Regions from separate parts of the Gossypium arboreum genome. Here region 1 is linked to region 2. A link is a contact called in public Hi-C data. All regions are on one chromosome and are shown on one strand. Each heading gives the region's core, a stretch centred on a gene start, on an enhancer-like site or on the middle of the called end of the contact. The rest is flanking DNA. Distances are from core to core; before and after follow the strand shown. Region 1 has its middle 12 kb from the start of LOC108482394. Region 2 holds the start of LOC108480823 (protein yippee-like At5g53940).

The links. Hi-C and Micro-C count contacts between places; a contact is called where the count stands out from the background.
Region 1: a contact with region 2 is called in a Hi-C map of leaf, with 4 times the contacts expected there. The contact joins the enhancer-like site here to the promoter of LOC108480823 in region 2. A contact is called at or near these places in 3 of 5 Hi-C or Micro-C datasets (all in leaf).

What each region holds. Positions count from the first base shown.
Region 1 is chr1:114,960,355-114,967,499 of ASM2569848v2, forward strand. No RefSeq gene overlaps it. Among protein-coding and RNA genes, the nearest start is that of LOC108482394, 12 kb to the right of the region's middle. Within about 2 kb of position 5,752, at least 1 of the 2 cell types and tissues checked has an H3K27ac peak or open chromatin away from gene starts, as enhancers often do. A contact at or near this core is called in leaf, where this site is marked.
Region 2 is chr1:114,924,929-114,931,608 of ASM2569848v2, forward strand. It overlaps LOC108480823 (protein yippee-like At5g53940), which reads right to left and starts at 2,992. Exons shown (of 6, transcript XM_053030801.1): 1 at 2,675-2,992; 2 at 1,908-1,951; 3 at 1,567-1,753; 4 at 1,386-1,441; 5 at 1,206-1,320; 6 at 972-1,125. The coding sequence starts at 2,770. The coding sequence ends at 1,209. It overlaps LOC108483745, which reads right to left and starts at 402. Exons shown (of 4, transcript XM_053030793.1): 1 at 274-402; 2 at 4-94. The coding sequence starts at 54.

The DNA of each region.
Region 1 (7,145 bases), core at 4,502-7,001, 38 kb after region 2:
AATCAAAACTTAATACATAGACCTTCTAGTCTATACATGCCATACTTTAAAATATTTACACCTTCAAAAAGTACAAAAATGAGTTTGATAGTGTGGTGACGATCCTTGACTATCCCCGAGCCTTCAGTAGCTAAGATAACTGTAAAACAGGCAGAAATCACACAGAGTAAGCTACAAAGAGCTTAGTAAGCCAAATACAATTGGTCTAACTACTAAAGCATATAAGTACAATTCAACCATAAAGATTTATAGCCATTTCATAGAATAATTCATAAGCTTAATTGTGCTTCTTTGTTTGCATTTATGTCATGCTTCATTTCCAAATTCCATATATATTTTACAGAGATAGAGTCTTTCATATTCAGAATTTTAGTATGACTCATATGTACCTGTATAAGTTATACATTTCATATTCTCATTCTCATATTTCATACTATATCATTAGACGGTTCAGAAACGATACAGATACTCGTAAACAAGTACAAAGCCGACGTTCCGGACGTGGTCTTACTTGTAATTCAATATCGATGCCTCTGTCCCAGACAGGGTCTTACATGAAATCAGATACGATGCCGATGTCCCAGAAATGGTCTTATATGTAAATTTCAATCGAGCCCTATGTCCTAGACACGGTCTTACACGATATCTCAGATAGATGTCAATATTCCTTTAAAAGTATACAGAGCTTTTAGGATACTAACAAATTATTAGACTTTACTCGAAAGATATTCATCAGGCTCTCAAGGCCATCCAATACAGATTACAATTTATATATGTGGAAATTAGTAAATTTAACATGCAATTGAAATTTGACTTACCTCGTACGGATTTTAGACGGACACGAGTCGACTATTCAACTACCTTGGACTTCCCTCGATCTAAGTCCGATTTCCTTTATTCTCTAATACAACGCAAATTCCACCATTCAATTATTCATTTCATTCAATTTAATCCATATACACACATTTAAGGCACTTTGCATTTTAGCCCTTGCATTTTCACACTTTGACAATTTAGTCCATTTTCTACAAAATCACAAATATGAAAAATTCACCAAAACTTTAGCTTAGCCGAATATACATGGCTTCCATAAAAGTCCAAATAACACATTTAATTCACAATTTAGTCTCCAAAACTCATTTTTACAATTTAGCCCAAATAGCTCATTTCATAAAAAATTCAAGAACAAAATACGATAATCTCACATATATCTTTCATAATCCATATAAGAATACTACAAAGCTCATATAATCATCAATGGAAACATTTTATAATCTTCAAAAAAAATAGAAATTTAGACATGGGTTTTGAAGAACACAAAGCAACGATCACCGAAACGTGGAAATTATCAAAAACCGAGCAAAATAAGCTCACCTATTAAGACATGCACTAGCCGAACATCAAAATGCTTCAATGGCTTCTTCTTTCTCTAATTTTCGACTGAACAAGGTGAAAATACATGGCCATTTTATGTTTATTTTATTTTATTACACATTATAAGACATATACCAACTTTACCCTTATTATTTACATGTAAAAATTCACCTACTAATGTCCATATTTTTCCACCATTAAAAATGGTAAATTTGACATACAAGGACCTTTCTTTTAAAAGCCAAGCCAATTAGGTGCTTTAATATTTAGCACTCAACTTTTACACTTTACGCGATTTCATCCTTTTTCATAAATTTAATCACAGAAATTTCAAAGACATAAATTCACATATCACAGACACAGAAAATAATATTAAAATAATTTTTGAACTCGAATTTATGGTCCCGAAACCACTATTCCAACTAGGGTCAAAACTAGACTGTTACATTGGATGTAGTCAAATACAACGTTTTCATTTTAAACATTATAATAAAAAAAGGGACCCACATGCACCTGAGAAGCACACATTGCACATGTGAAAAGATGGACTACGTTCCACAATTAATTGTTAATGATCGCCCACATCAGATTATACTGACTTAGGCAGCAAAGTCTTTGACTGCATATTGTATATGTTATGGTGTCGTGTAATAATTTAATTATATATATGTTTAAATAAAATATTTCTATATTAAATCATATGGGTATATGTTAATAGTTTAATATTTTTATTATCGTGTAAATAGCCCATCCACAGCCAATATATTAGAGAAATAGGAATTATTAATAAAATATATAATTTATCCGAACTTATAGCTGCCATGCCACAATGTGTTCTGCTGTAATAAGTTCCAAAAAATCCACGTGTTGAGAAGTAGCAAAGAGTCAAAAGAGGGTGGCGTTTGCTAACGGCGATTGAAATGGTGATTTGGCTAACGGCGATTGAAATGGTGATTTGGCCGTTGCTTTGTTTTGTGAATGTCCATATTAACGGAAAAGGTACTCAACAGTGACGACGAATATTTATTTGTTGAATGTTTGGTCGATATCACTAGGGGAGGTGTTTCGGTCTCAATCATCTCATGCCGTGTGGGACGGATCTTGTACACTCTTGAAATATATTTATTTCCCTATTTTAATCTTGGTATAATTGTCAAAAATACTCTCAATGTTTATGGATTTTTGGGTTTGAGCCCTTAACTTTTTTTTAGATTGACACCCTCAATGTTACGATTTTTTCAAAAATCAATCAAATTTTAACAGTAAACATGAGCTGGCTGTTAATCAAACTGCAGGTCATAGATGATGTCATCTATAAAATTTTTTTTTTTTCATTTTGCTTTAATCTTCTTTGTTCTTATCCTTTTTCTCCCTTCTCCTCTAGTTGCTATTGCCATTTTGTCCAACCCCCACTACCGTCGCCACCTTCTCTCTCACTCTTCACTGTCCCAACCCCCACCACTGCTCCCTTCCCTTTCACTCCTCACCATCGGTCTCATTACGAACGTCCCAAAAAGAGGAATAAAAGTTATTGGGTAAGAAATGTTGGTTCCTAGTTCTCTAGGGTTCGACATCGTTGTTTTGGTGTCCCTACTTGTTGTCTTTTTGATAACTCGACATAAATTGAGGAATGCAACGACAAGGATAGAGGAAGTTACGAGGTTACGCGAGATGGTCTCTCGTGAAACTGCCTATATGGAAGCTCAAGCCGCCGTGGAGTGCAGTTACTATTCCAAGCTCCAATTTTATGTTTGCTTTGCCCTTACCACCACTCGTTGTTCTCAGTGCAAATTTGTTTGTTACTTGTTCGTTTCTATTTTTCCCCTCTTATAGATAGATTTAATTTTTGACCTAATTCATGCAAATAAAAATGAAATTGGGGGGGGGGGGGAGAGGGTTCTTTATGATGGTTGTTAGAGAGTAGGAGCAACTGAATTAGTTTTGAGAATTTATACTTAAGAGTAATTGTAGCTGTTGAAGATGAATTGGATAGTGAAAATAAAAAGTTACTTCGACTTTGAAAGGAGAATTGTGGGATAAATAAAGTCTTGAATTTTGATGGAAAAATGATTGGGTTTTCACATTGTAGTTGTCTTCTTCTAAGCATTATTGGCAGGAGTGGTATTGTGGTGAGATCGACGGTGAGAAGTGAGGGAAGGGAGCAGTGGTGGGGGTTGGACACAACAACGACAACAGTTAGAGGGGAAGAGAGAAAAAGGAGAAGAACAGACAAAATGAAAAAAAAAAAAGAATTTTGTTTTTATAGATGACATTATCAATGACTTATGTGGTTTGATTTATGATCATCCCAGGTTTATCGTTAAAATTAGACCGATTTCTGAAAAAATTGTAACATTGAGTGTGTTAATCCTAAAAAAAAAAAAGGGGGATAAGGGCTCAAACTCAAAAACCCATAACATTGAGGGTATTATCAACAGTTACGCCTTTAATATTTAATTTTCCTTTTCCAATTTAATGCTTAAAGTACTCTCATTTCTTAATTTAATATTTAAAATATGCTTATATTTTTAATTTATTTTTAACTGACATTAAAAAAATCAAATGTATATAAATATTAAAAATCTAAATATATAAAATTTCAAATATATATAACTAGAAAAACATATAAATTATTAAAATTAATATAAAATGAAAATAAATTAGTTGAAATTAATAATATTATAAAATGTAAAAAATTAAAATTATAAAATTCTGTAAATTTTTTTAAAATTTTAAAATTTATTAAAAATATTAAAAAGTTGTAAAATCTATTTAAAAACTTGAAAAAATTAAAAATTTGTTAAAATCATTAAAAATTTAAATGGTTAAAAATTGTAAAAAAATATTTAAAGATTATAAGAATTTTAAAATTTATTATAAATTTTACAATTTTAAAGAAAAATAGAAATTGGAAGATACCAGAATAAAAAGAAATTATCAAATTATTATCCCAACATAACATAAAAAAAAAAGGATTAGGACATGAGTGATGTGTTTTTAAGGAATGATAGAAGAGATGATTAACAAAAACATTAAAATAAATCCCATAAATAATCAGATCAACCTCAAAATAAAATTATTGCTTCCAAAATGATTATTTCATTTCAAGATAGATTATACTTGCTTACAAATAAATAATAAATAAATGTCAGCTCAAAACAATCATATTTTGATATTGCATCTGCCTAAAATTAGGAGTGAAACCAAAATTGTTGATAGAGAGGGTCGAGATATTTTATAACTACTTTTAAAAATATATTTTTAAATTTAGGACAATCTTAAATTTAAGAAAAACAAAACAAGTTAAATGCCCAATTTGAATTAAATATTATAATTTATAAGCTTATCTTTTACCTAATTAATATTTAGATACCGCTATACTTAGATATTGTAATTATTAGACATTATTTTTACCTAATTAATATTTAGATACTATTTTATACTAGTTTAACAAATTAAACTAAAAATGTTACTAAATTTATCATAAAATTATAAATTCTATAAAATAAATCACATTAAAAATCTTTGAAAATTTTTAGGGTAAACATAATTTTTTAACATTAATTATTATATCAAAATAAAAAAATTTAAAACCTAAAGGAGCTTAAAGGAAATTTCACAAAAATTAGGGAGGCAGGACAGCTGTTAGCCCTAAATTCGCCTTTACCTAAAATGATTAAAGTAATCACACAATTACTTAAAAAATATTATTAATAATATATTTTTAACAAAAATAATAATATTTTATGAAAATATAAATGGTTGACTGATTAATAAAATAACTTTAGCTTTATCCAATAATGCATTTAGAATCAACAAGGAGAAAGGAAAGTTTTATATTTTATATTTTTATAATTTTATAATTTTTATATGTTTAATTATTTCATGTATATATATATATATATGAAGAGTTTATATATGATTTTATAAAGTATTATTAATTTTAACTATTTTTCATTTTTGTAATTTTATTTTCATATTATATTTATAATTTATACGTATTTCTAGATTATATATAACTTTTTCTAAAATTTTATATATTTATTAATGTTAATATTCATTTGGTAAAAGAAAATACTTATTTTTAAAAAAAACGACACGTGATGCCATGTGGTTGACCATAAATATTTTTAAAGTATGTTAAAATTAACTGAAAAATATGACGGAGAATATTTTAAATATTAAATTAGAGAAAAAAAGTTATATACCAAAAAAAAAAAAAAAGAGTACATTTCAACTCTCAAATCGTAAATTAAGCCTTCTTCAAGCCTTCGCTTGAATGCTGATGTTGGGTTTCGTGAGACCAATGAGATCTAAGGGCTAGAAGTAGTTTCGGTGTATGATTGTGATATAGACACGTTGATGGACTAGGCTGATGGTTGGACCATAGATGCTGGGCTTCTAGTTGGCAAGGTAGGGGTGTTGACTCACCAATTACGTGGTGAGACAAGGCCGGCAAGCAATCGTCTTTGACGAAATGAGACGAACATTTAATTTGTTGAGACAAGGCAGTTGTTTCTTACATTAAGAAAGACCCGAGGAAGGAAAATACTCCTAAATTATTCATTATGTCTTACGAAGTTTTTTTTTTTTTCCAAATTATGTATTTTTTTAATTAGGATAAAAATTATTAGTAAGGGTAAGAAGTTGATTAGATTGAGATTGACTTTTAAGCGAGAAATTTATTTTTTAAGTAGTTGATCAAGTTTACTTTAAGTAGGACTGAACTTGTTGAAGGTTGTTATCCTATCATATTTCAAGTAGGATAAAAATTATACATAATCTATAAAGTAGGTTGCTATATCCCACAACAGAGTGTACTTTTTATTGGTGTTTTTTTTATAAAATTTTAAAAGTTGGTTATTATGTATTATACCTTTTACTTTGCCATTCATTGAAGAGTTAATCTTGATTGTATTGTGAAGTTTTGTGGAGAGATTTTGTGACAATTTAGGTTCGACTTTGGGGTTGCAATTATTCATCGTGAGAAGGTAGATTGGGCTTAAGTCAATAGTTGTACCAAATGAATTAGTAAATAAAATCATTCTCTGAACAATGTTACATATACGTAGGATTGGTGAATCCAAACTATATTAATAAAGTTCGTTTGCATGTTCTTTATTTGTTTCAATTTTTTATTACTCTACTCATAAGATTTGAGTCATATTCTCTGTTCTAACAAAAGATAAAACAAAATTGTTTGGAATAGTTGCAAATCAAGTTATCTCAATTGGTATGAAAGCTTAACTTCAAACATACTTTAAAAGGATCCTAACTATGGTTTGCAGTAATGCAATCCAAAAAGAAATGTCACTCTGTCTCACGTCCATCTTTGGTAATTGAAGTGCAAGATTGAAGTAGGGACAATGATGTTCCTTTCAATAGCTTTGAGAAAGTTTACTCATTAATGATGGATATCTGAAATCAATTGTGTCAATTAAATCAAGCCCTGGAGGATGAAAATGTTTGAATCAAAAGTGAACATTTAAATCTTGTGGAGACAATCAAGGAAAAAGATAATTTGATTATTGATCTTAATAAAGTTAAAAAGATGCTTAACGGAATTATCAAAGAAAAGGATAGGATGATTGCTAAAACGGATGCAACCTTAAAAAAAAGAGCAAGAGTTAAATGATGTAAAAAAATATGAAAACTAAATTGATGGTATCTCAATCGCTAGAAGATTTGAACCTAGTCGTCGTGAACTTGGTAAGAAACTTATATTGCCGAACATATTATATCTCATTGTCACAAGTTGATGAATGATCAAA
Region 2 (6,680 bases), core at 1,742-4,241:
TACCTGAGATGACTTTTTGGAACGTTTTTTCTTCAAAGAAGATGATTTTCCCATCTTTGATTCTTGTTTACTTTCCCTTCTTTATACCGTTTCTCTGCAAGAAAAACACACACACACACAAAAGAAAAAAAAAGTAGGAAAGAAATGAAAAGAGCAAAGGTTAATTTATGAAAAAATTAAAGGGAAAAACAAAAGGAGGAGGAGAAAAAAAAAAACGTTTATTTTTTCTTAAAAAATATTATTTTTTGGAAGAGTTCGCCTTTGCCTGGCAACCTTAATAGACGGATAAAAACACGTTGGCTCTTGACATGATCAAACCGGCTTGTCGTTTTAAAGGTTCTCATAAACCGTTTTACCTAAAGTAATTCATAAGTAAATGACAAACTTCTCTTTTGTTTTTTCTTTTCATGATTTAATTAATTAAATATAAAATTGCTATCTTTTATAGATTCGTTAGTTTAATAAAATAACTTAATTTCAAAAGCTAAGTAAAAAAGTAAAGGCAAACTCATTAAATTAATGCTTAACATTCTTTTTTGTTATTTTGGTTTTTTTAATTCTTTTCGGATAACTTTCAAATTTTAGTTAAATTATTTTTATATTGAACGAAAAAATTATTGAATTATTAAAATTCTATTGACATTGATATAAAAACCTACTTAACATATCAAATGTACTTAGTTATAGAAATGAAAAAAAAATTATGAACATCTTAGAATTTTTTTGATTTTTTATTAATTTATATATATATATTAAAATTTTATGAAGTACAATGCCATTGTCTTTAGAATTTTAAATAATGTAATTTTAATAATTTTCAGACTTATTTTTCATTTATAGTTAATATTGTATAAAATAGGTTATAGCGTATAAAATGAAGAATGAAAAATAGTTTTGAAAACTGAAAATTCCAAACTTTGATTGCAAACATGTGGCTAATAAAGGAAATGGTCTCAACTAAAAAAAGGAACTTTGATAAAGCCTGAATCTTGAGTTATATGCATGCCCAACAGAACATAAGAATGTTTGTACCAGACACATCATGGAACTAACATACAAGTACTTTGTCAGATGGATCAAGTTGCAAACACCAAATCTTCCACGCCAATTTCTTACATTATTTCCCTGCATATATGTATGTACATACATTACACCTGCTGCTACTATATTATATTTCTAGATCTAGCTCAGAAACAGTGGTTTACATCCTACGCGTCTTCGCCATCGCTCATACTAGGACGGGTATCAATGTATACTTCCGACGAGAAGTCAATTTCATCCACGATCCTTCCCCTGTCCGATGCAAAAGAACGGACTAACCTATATGATGTTTCCATTGTTAAGAAGAAATGAAGGAACCAAAAGGCTAAAGAAAAACGTTTTACCTCTCAAGAACAAACTTTCCTTCTTTGTACTTTTGACTCTTCTCATGCGCAGCCTCCTTCAAAGTAAAGACGAAAGTTAGTTAGATTCGATTATGAATACAGTCTTCGGGTGCTAGATTTGCTGTCAATCTTGAATTATCTGAAAATGTGTGTGTGTGTATGTGTTTAAGACGGGAATTACGTATTTCCAGCCAACAATTTGTCCACAACAGCAGCAAAATATATCAGCCACAGTATGCATTCCAGATAACATCACCCTCTCTTCCAAGGCTCCAACTGTTATGTTCACCCTGGAGAATGGAATTCTAAACAATAAGCGATTCAAAGCTTCAAATGTCGCGCACTTACGAGACTTTGAAGATTCATTGCTTTTGTAAAGATCGTGATGGTGTAATAGGAAAATTTCAGTATTGCACAGCCAAGAATAAGGTATGAGATCCGGATAACCAAATGAACATTCCATTAAAGAAAAAGGGAAAAGAAATCAGTCAAGCAATCTTCGAAGAAACTATGAGATCTTACGCATTATTGAAGAGGTAGGCTTTCCCCCGGCGACAATGGAAAGACTGAACAAATGGAGAAAATTCGAAAGAAGTTGTTAGCATGGAGTACAACTATGCATTGCATACTGTTAATATCAAAATTTAACGACACATAATTGATACATCAAACTAAAGCTCATTGGAAAAGCAAATAAACCTTCAGGTTTAGTAATTTTAAGAACATAATTTTAAGAACATAAAGGCTCTTAGCTAAGGCATAAATGATTGCATCAACCCAAGAAATTTCCCAATCTTAAAAGAGGATGAGGTCTTTTGGTGAAACTGTTGTTATGTCCATGAGTTCCACATTTGTGATTTTAAATCAACAGAGACAAATCAAGTTCCTAATTGACAAGTAAATGGAATCCTAATCTTTACTGAAATTTCACATTTTCCCCCAATTCCCCAAAATCCTAAACTGTGAGGTTCTCCTATTTAATCTTCCCTTAAATGGCAACTACATTTGCACAAAACACACATATTCATTTCACAACCTATCATCAACAACCTATCATAAAACCAATAGTACTGTTATTGATCATGTTTCTAGTGTTACCTAGCTAAAGACAACAGGATCCAAACATCAAAAGTTGTCAACTTTAAGCTTTCTTTCATCAATAATAACTACAAGAACCAACTTTTACTACCAAAACATAATTTTTAGATGATAACTGCAAAACAAATGGCTCAGAAATGAAAAACCCAGAAACACAAAGGAGATAAAGAGAAGAAAATGAAAGTTGGTACCCTGGAAACAAGATCATCAGGGAGAGCCAAGTGAGTTCTACAAAACTTGCATCTATAAGACCTTCCATCAAGCTCAACCACAAATATCCTTCCCATTTTCCCTCTATATATATATATATTCTTTTTTTTTTCTTTTTGTTCTTTACACTGCTATGGCAAAATCTTGGATTCTAGTTTCTACGATGGAGAAAAGGTATTAAAAGAAATTGTGGAGGGGTGGGGATTAGATGACATAATAGGGGTGATGATGACAAAATGATACGTGGTGATAATGATTGTGGGAGTTTTGGGGTAAAGCCCATGAAAGGGTTCAACTGTGGTTAAGTACTTAAGTTGAATTGGGCTTTTGTCAATCAAGTTTAATTCTAGATCCATGACCAAGAATCAAACAAAAAGGATAATAAGTCCATCTCTAGTAAGAGATTAAATTTTCATAAACAACTTGCTATAACTGTAAAATTTTTGGCATTTTTCATTCAAAGTTCTTTTCTTTTATGATTTAGTTTCCCTTTTTTTGGTGAATTTATTTTAATAGAATCTGGGTTGGAAGCTTTGGTGAAAATTTTGACGGTGGAGTTAATTTTAAAAAAAAATTAAAATGTTTAAAAAATTCATATAAATTAATTTGTAATATTAATATTCAATATGCTAATATATAATATGACTAAATGTAAAACCAATCATATTATTGTTTTCATTAAAGTTTTTGAGGTCAACATACAATTAGCTCAAGTGTTGGAGTGGACTGCTTTCTCAAGGATTTGGATTAAGATCGAATTTTGATGATAGCATTGTTAGGAGGCTTTACTTGAATGCCATTCTCGGCACAAACAGAACTAATATCATATCGTAAAATAAATGAGAACTCCTACAATTATATTAGAGAATAAGTTTTTATGATGCCAATATATAACTAGTAGTTTTTTTCATAAAAAATAAAAGTCACTTGAGTGCTTTTTTGATACTACGATAGTGCCAATATATCAAACACAATATGAACACAAATACAAGATTGACGACAATCACACTAGCTAACGATAATATCTAAGCGAAAGTGCTATTTTTAATAATATTCAAGAAATTTAATATTAAAAAATAACCGATTGTAATCCTTTTAAAGATTGTATTAATCAATCTTTAAAACCAATGTTAATAATATTACTCAAAATATTGAAAAACCATCCTAATAATAAAACAAAGCCATAATATTATAAAATTAATCAACAAAGTTTTTAAAAGAAAAGAAAAAGAAAACACATTAGTATTTGATTAACTTTAAATTATTTTTAAAAATTATTTTTTAATCTTTCATAGTATATGTTAAAAGTATAATTAAGTTGGTAATATCATCAACCGAATTCAAATTTAATTATAAAATTATTAAAATTTTATTATTTAAAAGGAATAAATATTGCTTTAAAAATATTTTTATTTTTTATATAAATGAAATTTTGTTATTAATACACTAAAAAACATCAATAATAATGCAATATACAAAATGCTTTTTTAAAAACAATAATAATGTAAGAAAAGGATTTGAAAATCAATAATATACAAAATGATTTTTTAAAATAATAATATATGACAAAATCTAGAATAAGTAATGTATATACATATATAAAAACAAAATAAATCACATGAAGAAAAGTTTAAACATAATAATAAATAATAATAATAATGATAATGACAGTAATAATACAAATAAAAACAATAGTAATAGCAATAATAGAAATAATAATACTCAAAATAATAATAAAAATAATAATAAATATAAGACTCAAATTAATTAATTGTATAGTAAAATGGCAAAAATAATCGAAAAGGGACCACATTGAATTGAAAATGGAAGTTTTGGGGCCAAATTAGAAATAAAAGAGAGGGGAGGGATCGAATTAAAACACACGCAAAATAGGAAGGGACCAAGAAAACAAATACCCCTTTCCTCTAAATGCACCGTTGCCAGGGGGGACCAATTTGAAATTGCAGCAAACCCGTGAGGCAAATTTAGAAATACAAATAACTTTAATTGTAAAATCATAAAAAATAGGAAGGACCAAACTGGGAAATAGACCATCGCTTAAAAAACACACGGATCTCCTAGCGGGTTGAGTCGGTCAGACGGGCAAGGCTCAAAACGTCACCGTTTGGGGGTATAGAAAAATAGGCCAAAACGACGTCGTTTTGGATCCCCTATATAAGTCAAATTTTCCTTTAAAAAAAATCATTTCACTTTCTTTTTTTTTTTTAAAAAAACTTTAGCATCCTCTCAACTCTCTCCCTTCCCTCTAAGCCCGGCCATGGCTCTGACGCCGGAAAAAGGAAAACCCCCTCTTTTAAGCCCTTTTTTCGAATAAAGCCTAGCTTTGGGGTGTTTTAGCCAAAAATCGAAAAGAAAAAAGAGATAAAAGCACAAAAGAACCCCTCGATCTAGGTTTTTTTTTAAGAAAAAAAGGTTGCCTTTCATCGGAGGTGACGACCTCGGCCACTCTCAGTGGCAAAATTCGAAGCAACGGGTAAGCTTCTCCCCTCTCTTTCTATTATTATATATGCACTAATAACAGTAACTAAAATATAAAAAATCACCTTTAGGGTTTTTGTATTAAATTTCTCTGAGTATATTTGTGTATGCAAAAAAAGTCCCCAATACAATCATTGTTTGGGCTTTTTATAGCTAAAAGAGAAAGGAACAAAAACGAAAACTTCTTTGCTGTGCTGTCCTTCTTTTTGCGTTTGCTTGCAGGTACGTGGGCGAGCATGCCACTGACGTGGCGTGGTGGAGCGGCGCACGACGCGGAGGAGTGGCGTTCGGCACACGAGGGAGGCGTAGGCAACCAACCTAGGTGCGGTACACCTAGGGTTTTCTGTTTTTGCTGGTTGTGGGTTAGTGCTAGGTGGGCTAGGGTTTTGGGCCTAGGTCTTTAGTTTGGGTATTTAATTTGGGCTGTAATTTTGGACTAGTTTAGTTATTTTGGACTTTGTTTTTTTATTTGGTTTTGTTTTTGGGCCCAAGTTAAAATTGGGCTCTACAGCTGCCCCTCTTTGCTTGTTGTCATGGAACGAGAATGGAGCAAAGACTTTAAAAGGGCCAATTTTGCCCGGTCTTACTAGTCTTGACTTCTTGATACTTCTTTTCCTCACGTAGCCTTGCTCTAGTCCACTGTATCTTCAGGGGTACGAAAATTATTGCTTCTGTCCATTCAAATGTAATTTCAGGGAAAAAATATTTGTAGTTTCGATCTACTCCACTGGAACTTCAAGGAGAATGGAACTGGTAATTCCAGCCTGCTCCACTGCAACTTCAGGGAGATAAGGTTGGATATGATCTGTTTATTTAGCTTCAATCTGTTCCTCTGCATCTTCAGGGAAATAAAATCCACTATCTTCAGTCTGCTTCACCGCAACTTTTAGAGAGATAAGACTTGTAGCTTAGATCTGCTTCATTGTCGCTACATGGAGATAAGATCCACCGTCTTCGATCTGCTCAACTACTGCTTAGGGAGATAAGATCTGCAATTTTCAGTCTGCTCCACTACAACTTCAGGGATAAGACTTGTATCTTGAGCCTGCTCCACTGCAACTTCAGGGAGATAAGTCTGGTGGCTTAAATCTGCTCCATTACCGCTACATAGAGATAGGATTTGCCATCTTCGACCTGCTCCACTACTGCTTAAGGAGATAAGATCTGCAACTTTCAGTCTGCTCCGTTACAACTTCAGGGAGATAAGACTGTATCTTGAGCCTGCTCCACTGCAACCTCAAGGAGATAAGGCTAGTGGCTTAAATCTGCTCCATTGCCACTACATGGAGATAAGATTCGGCGTCTTTGACCTGCTTCACTACTGCTTATGGAGATAAGATCTGTGAATTCACCGGTATTGCTACACCGTCCTCTAGGTGACATGACCTGTAGACTCGATTTCATATGCCTATGTTTATGCCAAATGATTAGGATGCTATGATCAGAATGAATCAAATGCTTCGAACCAAAATGTGATATGAATGATAT